2 separate regions of the Hordeum vulgare genome follow, and region 2 is linked to region 1. The links are chromatin contacts, called in public Hi-C maps. All regions are on one chromosome and are shown on one strand. Each heading gives the region's core, a stretch centred on a gene start, on an enhancer-like site or on the middle of the called end of the contact. The rest is flanking DNA. Distances are from core to core; before and after follow the strand shown.

Region 1 (4,428 bases), core at 1,317-3,816:
TTTTTCTTCCGTTTCACTTCAAAGTGGCATGACATGGTTACATTATATGTGTCGAATAAGAATAAGTGAATATTACTCATATTTAACTATATCTATCTTGGTAGATACACTGGCACAAATTATTTCTCTGTAATATGTGATGTGTGCACCCCCAAAATGGCATTTTTTGTAAGAGGGGGGGGGGGGGGGGGGGGCTATATACATGACCGAGATGAATTTCTAGCTAGATAGGTACCCATTTGTTTATCTTCCAATTAATTTCAGCGCGGGAGTTCATGCATCGATCATGCAGACACAATATGGAGCTGAGGAATTATATAATGTTGGACCATGCGTGTAACCGAGATCATTTACTCTTATCAGTTCAGAAGCTTCATCCTCATTTAAGCACCCGAACTTCGATACAATGCTAGAAATGTTTTTTTTAATTAGACGAAAAGATGTCAACGACTTGGTAATGCATAGAAGCACCATATACATATGCATCGATCCAATATAATCAAATTATTTTGGATTGGACATATATATATAAACCTGTGTTAATAAATTAGTAATTCATGTAGCAAATGTACATACCTTGGGTGAGGAGAGCCCTTGATAGGCTTTTGGCCGTACTTCCTCCATGCCCAGAGATCAGAAGGAACCACCTCCCCGGTTGGTCTTGAACCCGCCGTTGTCGGTGCCGGAATGCACACCACCTTCCTTGCCTGGTTCTTCCTGTGCACATAGTACATGGATATAAGTAAGAGGATAAAAATCACCACAAACACCACAACTACTACTATCACAGGTATAAGAAGTGAAGAACACGCGATCGATATGTTGCATCACCACAAGTAAATAGTAAACTTCATGGAAACTTTGTTACCAACTAAAAAGCACACTACTTGTGATTGCTTAGGGTTTGAAAAGCCGAGCTTCTCGGCCGTGAGTACAAAAAAGTGGCGGCTAGGTCTAGATGCACATGACATGACCTGTCCTCGATCGCATAGAGACATTGTTTGCCAATTCAGAAATATTCGCGCCGATCACAATCACCATGTGGCTATGGAGACTCTTGTGCCTAAAACTTCGAGCTCCAGGCACTACTCACAATCTCGGCGATTAATTCTGGTCACATCCCGAGAAATACTCGGAACTTCCTCACCTCTCTCTAATAATCTCTTCATGGTGAAGTGAAGAACACGGAAAGAAGAGGGCGAATTAAAGAGCAGAAGAAAGAAAAATGGCGAGCGCGCGCAGAAATTTCCCTTCGTTCGAAATCAACTACTGTATGCAGGTATGCATGCAACGCGACGATGATTTCTAGCTTGGGTCGGCCCAGATCTAGCTCTATCCGGTGGCGATATGTATTGACGGGTTCCAACCTGCGCTTGATCCCGCCGTTGTTGTTGCGCGGCGACGACATCTGCATGCCGGCGACGGCGGCGTCGATGGCGCACCCGGCCGCCTGCCCGGCCGTGATGCCGAGCTTCACCATGTCGCCCGGGGTCATCGCCGGGTACGGGCGTATCGCTATGGGCGATAGCGACGACTGCATCAGCCTCGGCCCCATCCCACCTCCGATTCCCGCCGGCATCATCTGCATCCCCCTCGGCAGGAGCGGCTTCCTGCCCATGTCGAACATCTGGCCACCGCCTCCGCCTCCTCCGCAGCCGGTGACGACGCCGCCGCCGCCGCCCGCTTCGAAGCCGATTTTGGCCATGGCGTCAGGCATGCCTTCCAGGAACTCGGGGGCGCCCGACGAATAGTCGCTGCTGAACGGGTCCCCGAGCCCCGCGAAAGGGTCGCCGAAGACATCGCCGCCGGTCCCCGGCGACGACGAGGAGGGCGGAGGCGGGAACAGCATCGGCTGGTCGGCCGGCTGCAGCTGCCACTCGGCGGCCGTTGACGGGATGTTGCTGCCGTCGCCGTCGTTGTTTCCCGGCATGGCGCCGCCGGCCCGCACGATGTCTGTGAGGTCCCCGCCGCCGGCCTGGTCGCCCTCCATCCTCTGGAGGAAGTAGTCGCACATAGCTAGCTAGTAGCTAGCTAGGGTTGTCTACTCCTTGGGCCCGCCGATCTCTCTTCCTCTATAGTGGATGCTCGCCGCAAGCAAGCAAGAGCAAGAGCAAGAGCAAGAGCTTCACGGGCAACCGCCCAATAATTCCTTAGCTTGCTCTTCCACAGGAATGATTCACGCAAAGGATCGGTCGAATCGTAACAGGGCGAGCAAGGTATGAAATATGTGTCGTTGGAGACGCGGGTTGGCCCGATCTGCTTGGAGAATGAAGCTAGCAATGATTCAACAGCAAGCTTACAAGTTTATTTGTTGTTGTTTGGTGCCGGGCGGGGGCTGCAGAAAAGGAGGTAGGGTGGAGGGGAAGCAGGATGTGATGTGAGAGGGATAATGGCTAGCCGGCTACTCCCCCTTCTAGCTTAGCTAGCTAGCTAGTAGTAGCGGCCACGGAAAAAGGGAACTATCTTTTCCTAACACAAAGCAAGCGAAGCGAGGTAGCAGCAGCAGGTCGATGGCAATGGAGATGGATAGATGGATGGATGGGTAACTTGAGTTGGCTTCCAAAGAGGACAATAAAGAAGTATGTGAGGGCAGACGAGATCAGGGGGTACAGGAGGGCGAGAGCGATGGGTTCCCGGCCGGATTATTTTTCTCTGGACGGGGCGGAAGAAGGTGATGTGTGTGCACACGGGAACGGGAAGCCGATGGACGGGTGGATGGATGGATGGATGGATGGACGCTGACTTTCTCCGGGGCGGGGAGCGAGGTGTGCGAGCCCCGTACGCAAGGCGGCATGGCCGCGGCGGGTGCTTGTCGCGCGCGCGGTAAATAACGTGGGTTTTTGCTTTTGCATGCATGCATGCATGGTGAAAACTCAGACTGGGGGCGCCGGATGCCCAGCGCGGCGTCCTTGTACCTTTGTCGTCTTGGCTGACCGAGACCCGACTCCTCACCGATGCCTGACAGCATATACTACATGTGGATTCTTTTTTACCTCTGAAAAAGAGGATCAAACGCTGGCCCTAGCTAACATAAATCCAGATTCTCAAAATAAAAGAGAAAAGATGACCCCATACATATGGAAGTTTGCATCTCGTCCACACGTATGGATCGGTGTCAGTTTATGGTTGCACCAATCTTAATAAATTTTGTCAGATTTTCTATGTCACGTAGGATTTGATTTATGTGTGGACATTTAACCACTTCGTTCACATGACAATTTCTCTCACAGCGTGAAACTTTTTTGGTTTTTGATTTAAAAATGTTTTATCTTTTAATTAAAAAATCTAATTAAAAATCCGTTTCACCATTAAATCTGTCACAATGAGATCTTCAAAACTAGATTTCATGTTGATATGTTTCGATGAATTTTTTTTAGACAAAAGTTGTCATGATTTTACACTGTAGTTGCCATAGTGTTTACACTGCATTTGCAATGACATCTTCTATCTATTTTTTCTTCCAGATTTAAAGTTATCGTTATATTTTTAACTACTTTTTACGATAATTTTTATTAACTGACCATGGTAATTTTTCGTAATTAATTACAACAAATTTAATGTATGGATCATGACAATTTTTAGTAATCCATCATGATAAATTTAGTTTATAGATCATAGCACTTTTAGAATTTTGACCATGATCCTAAAAAAAAAGACCAAAAGTTGCCATGATGCTTACACTATAGTTGCCATAGTGTTTACACTAAAGTTGGCATGACATGTTCTACCTATTTTTTCTTCTAGATTTAAAACTACCACTATATTTTTCAACTACTTTTTTACGCCAATTTTTATTAATTAACCATGTCAATTTTTTCACCATGGTAATTCATCATGACAATTTTAGTTTATGGTTCATGGCAAGTCTAGTTTCTTAATACCACGTTTTATAATATGTCAAAATTTAGTGTTAAAGGTAGAAGTAAAAATAGTTAAAACATGTCATGGCAACTTCAGTGTAAACATTATGGCAATTCATGTGCAATAGACATGGCAACTTTAGCCCATAAAAAAGTCATCGAAACATATTGATATGAGATCTAGTTTTGAAGATCTCGTCGGGGTGGGTTTAATGGTGAAAACGGATCTTCAATCGGATTTTTCATTTACAAGATAAAATATTTAAAATATTGGAAATCCAAAAAGATTCCCACATACATACATGCGGTGACGTGAGAGCAGGAGACAACACGTGTGGGCGTTAGCTGTTTTGTCCATACGTAGGCGTGCACGTTGTTTCTCTTGCACACCACACGAGACATATGGCAAGACCTCTTAACGCCCACATGTGTAGGCGTTAGCGCGACCCAAATAAAAACCTAACATAAATCTATAACCGGACTCCTCAATTCGTCCGGTTAGTCGTTGTTTGGACATGAAGAAAGAAAGAAAAAAAACCTAACTAAAACCCTCAAATCGTACTCCTAT
Region 2 (4,245 bases), core at 1,516-4,015, 230 kb after region 1:
TATTTTTCTTCTTCATCGGAAGGAACGTTTTGCTTTCACGAAAGACGGATTTGCTTCCGCGAGACACACGGTCCTATCTTTAGGAAATGAAAAAAACACGTTTTTTCCTTCCGTGAGAGCACATATTTCATTTCGCGAGAGGCACGGCCATGCCTTTGTGAAACAAAAAATATATTTTCTTTTTTTCTTTCGTGAGAGGCATGGCCATGCCTCTCAAAAATAAAAAAATAGTTTTTTTTTAATATTTTCTGTGAGGGGCACGGATTTGCTTCCGCGGGCCGTGCCTCTCGAAAACGAAAAATGCGTTTTTTTTGCGAGAGAAACAATTTTGCTTTCGTAAGAGGCACGGATTTGCTTCTGCGAGAGGCACGGTATGCCTCTCGAAAATGAAAGAAACGTGTTTTTCCCACCAAAGGCATGGTTTTCGTCTTTTTTCATGAATTTTTTTTCGTCAAAACCTATCAACATGGGATCTAATTTTGAATATCTCGGTGCAAGGATTTCAACGGATAACATGGCTCAAGATTTAGACGCATGATTTAAAAGATAAAACATTTTCAATAAATGGGTCTACAAAAAGAACTCCAGGTTAGGACAGGTAGCACACATGCAGTGCGTCATTTGTCGTAACATGTGGAAATGGTACTGACCTTTCCAAGATGTACACCTCAATTAGTGATTTTGAAATAATTTATTTGATGTCACCATTTGGCAAGCCAATAATTGGCAATATTAAAAGTGTCGAAAATTTGACAACTTCTTATGAGGTTAGCAAATTAACATGATAACCAAGCAAGCAGTACTCAATATTTGATATTTGTCAAATTTTGGCGTGTCAATTTTTGGTATCAAACCAGTCCTACCCTATATCTCGCGTTTTGGCGAGTTTACTTTCTGTCTCGCTGAAGCTTTCCCTCATGCGATGTAACCATTGGCCAGCCAATTTCGTCTATTTCTCTTTCGGTTCACTAGGTTTTTCATCGAGTTCAAAAAAATAGTTCGTTCACTTCACTTCGTCCACTGGTTTTGCTAGGTCTTTCCTTTTTTTTTTGCTTTGTTTCCACAGGAGTTTCTTTGGTTTTCCTGCTTTTATTTTTTTTAACCACATTTTTTGTTTTTTTTCTTGGTTCTAACTGTCCTCTTGTTTTCACTGGTTTTCTTCATTACTTTCTATGTTTTCATTGTTTTTTCTTTTCTTTCCTTTTCCTTTGTTTTTTCTCGGTCTTTATTATTTGTTTTCTATTTTCTTTCTTTTTCTTCACTTTTGTTTTTTTGGAATTTTTATTTGTTTCTTTCTAGATTTTCCACTGTTTTCATTCTTTTACATTGGTTTCTTCACTTTTTCATTTTATTGTTTTGTTTTGTTTTTTCTATTTTTTATCAGGTTTCGTTTTTTTCAATTCACATCCTCTTTTGTTCAACACATTTAAAATGTGTTTTAATAGACATTCAACTTTTTTTCGTATATATCAGAAACATTTTTATGTACACGTTTAACATGTTTTTAATACATGATTATCCATGTTTGAAAAATATACTTTTTACTTATATTATTTCACATATTATAATATTTTTTATATATCTAATAGTATTTTATAATACAAATTATATATTTATAAAATACATGTTTAAAAAAATTAATACATGGTCAACAAATTATTTTTGTACATATTTTTTTGCACATTTTTGTTACCATTTTCAAATAAATTTAGGAATTTTATTAGGTGGTCAACATTATTTTTATAAATATTTAACATTTTGCAAATTCTAGATTCACAATTTCCAAATACAAGGTTACATTTTTTATATTATAAGATCAACATTTTTAATACTTGGTAAAAAATATATAATTTTTTAACATTTTTAAATGCTTGATTTACATATTTTTAAATACTTATTTAAAAAATTCCAAATGATTTTATTAATATTTTTATAATACATTATCAAGTTTTTCACACACATTGTATATTTTTCTATACGCAGTTAACATTTTTCAACTCGTTATGTAAAGTTTTTTTGTAATATATTTATTTTGAATATTTGATGTATAAACAAATTTAAAAAAGAAGCATAAAGCAGAAACAAATAACATAAAGATAAAATAAAAATAATGAGGTTCTGGCCTCCCACGCACCTGGACTTGCCCATCTTGCGCTCCCCTTGACGCGAGGCCTCTCTACATCTCGCTATAAGCAAGACATGGGGGAAAACCCAAATTATCGACGAACTCACTGGTTAATGGATACCACATGCAGTGTGTCACTTGCCGCAACATGGAAGTTTTTCTTTCGTCTAAATTCGTTTGTTCAAAACATTTTATCTCTTGAACCATGTGTTCAAATTCCGAACCATTTTCATCTTGTATTTCTCACTTGATCATTAAAACCAAATCTCATGCTAAAAGGTTTAAAGAAACACAGAAGAAAAATCCCCTAGCCGGGAGCACGTTTCTTTTCTGCTTTATTTTCCTTTTCGAGAGACAAGGATATGCGCCTTCAGGAGATGCAAAATATGTGCTTGTGGTGGAAGCACACAGAAAACATGCAAAACGGGGCGCGATTTATTTTCCTTTTCGAAGAAGCACATTTTTTTTTTTGAGGAAACGAAGGAGCACAAATATGGGCTCTCGCAGCAGGACGGGCCGTGGGCTTACTTGCATGCGGGTGGTGCGCACGTGCGACGACGACGACGACCCGTGCGAAGCCGACCCAACCCACTCCAGTCGCGTCGCATTCCACCCCCGAGAGAGGAGGTCACGTGAAAAGAAGGGAACGGCTTGGACTGGAAGCGACCCGCGTCCACCACCGCCGCTTTCCCCGTCTCCTCCCCTCACCCTCACCCTCACCGCGCGGCGAGGCCGAGCGACCCACCCAGCGGCGAGCCCGGCATGCATCACGACCCCAACCCCTTCGACGAGGGCACCGCCGGCGACGAAAACCCCTTCTCCGTGAGCCAACCTCCCCCTCCCCCTTCCCTCTATCCGCTCACCTATCGCCCCTTCGTTCCGCGGAAAAACCCTCGCCGCCTGCGACGGGGGTAGTGGCTCGGCAGATCTGAACTCCCGCGTGATGTTTCTGTGGCTTTGCAGAATGGAGGAGGCCGGGGCGGGAAGCAGCAGTACGGCTTCAGGCCCACCGAGCCCGTCGGCTTCGGCGGCGGCGGCGGCGGCGGCAGCAGGGGCGACGCCACCGTCGATGTGCCCCTCGACAACATGGGCGTAAGGCGCCTCACGCGCTGGTCATCCTTTTTGTTTTTTTCGTTCGCGCGTCGTTCGGCTTGCACGAATCTGATGCTTCTGGTGCGCCGCGCAGGACTCGAATGGCAACGCGAGGGAGCTCTCGTCGTGGGAATCAGATCTGAGGCGGCGTGAGGCGGTGGGGTTTGCTCTCCTCTTTGCCCTTAAACTTCACTGTGGTTGGTTAGGTTGTGTTTTGTCTCACGGTGTTTGTTCTGTTACTTCAGGATATCAAAAGGAGGGAGGAATCGCTCAAGAATGGTGAGCCACTGTTTCGTTTCTGGTGTCAATTGTGTTTCAGTTATGAGTTGTGTTAGCAGCAGTGTGCTTAGGTCCTGCTTGGAATGGGTGTAAGTTTTTACGCCCGTATTTATTATACACGTGTAACTTACCGACCGCCTATTGTTTCCTACGTAAAATAAAAACGACGGGAGAACCACAAACGAATTTAAACGCTGATCCAAACGCAACCTTATTTTATTTGTGCTTTCCTTTTCTTTCTTTGATGCAGCTGGAGTGCCCATGGAGGAGAAGAATTGGCCGCCATTTTTCCCGATTATCCACCATGACATCGCCAATGAGATACCGGCCAACGTGCAGAAGCTACAGTATCTGGCGTTCGCAAGCTGGCTTGGTACGTACTTGTTGGCTGCTGGTAGCGTATTTTTTTTGTAATCATTCTAGTTCGTCAGTACAATTATGCAATTTGGTTCTAATAGTAGTCTGTCCTGCAACAGTTTGGTTCTCTGTAATAACTAGCAAAGTATGTTGGAGCTGAGTTTTTTCTTTTGCTGTTGGTTATTTCCCTAGTTGCCTAGGATAAACTTTTAAGTTGTCTTGGATACACTTCTGGCCTGGGCTGTTTTGCCTCATTTCTAATAAAAGTGGGGCAGGGGGGAAACCCCTTTCTATTAAAAAAAAAAAACAATTATGCAATTGTGTTATTATAGGCTGTAGATATGGTTCATTTCAGAGTCACATGGTCATGATAGTTTCCGTTTTGTGTTATT

What was found. Hi-C and Micro-C count contacts between places; a contact is called where the count stands out from the background.
Region 2: a contact with region 1 is called in a Hi-C map of seedling, with 4 times the contacts expected there. The contact joins the promoter of LOC123427770 here to the promoter of LOC123427769 in region 1. A contact is called at or near these places in 2 of 6 Hi-C or Micro-C datasets (leaf and seedling).

What each region holds. Positions count from the first base shown.
Region 1 is chr2H:609,627,183-609,631,610 of MorexV3_pseudomolecules_assembly, forward strand. It overlaps LOC123427769 (probable WRKY transcription factor 35), which reads right to left and starts at 2,567. Exons shown (of 3, transcript XM_045111884.1): 1 at 1,368-2,567; 2 at 577-717. The coding sequence starts at 2,014.
Region 2 is chr2H:609,855,744-609,859,988 of MorexV3_pseudomolecules_assembly, forward strand. It overlaps LOC123427770 (secretory carrier-associated membrane protein 6), which reads left to right and starts at 2,766. Exons shown (of 12, transcript XM_045111885.1): 1 at 2,766-2,947; 2 at 3,089-3,217; 3 at 3,312-3,374; 4 at 3,463-3,496; 5 at 3,747-3,869. The coding sequence starts at 2,888.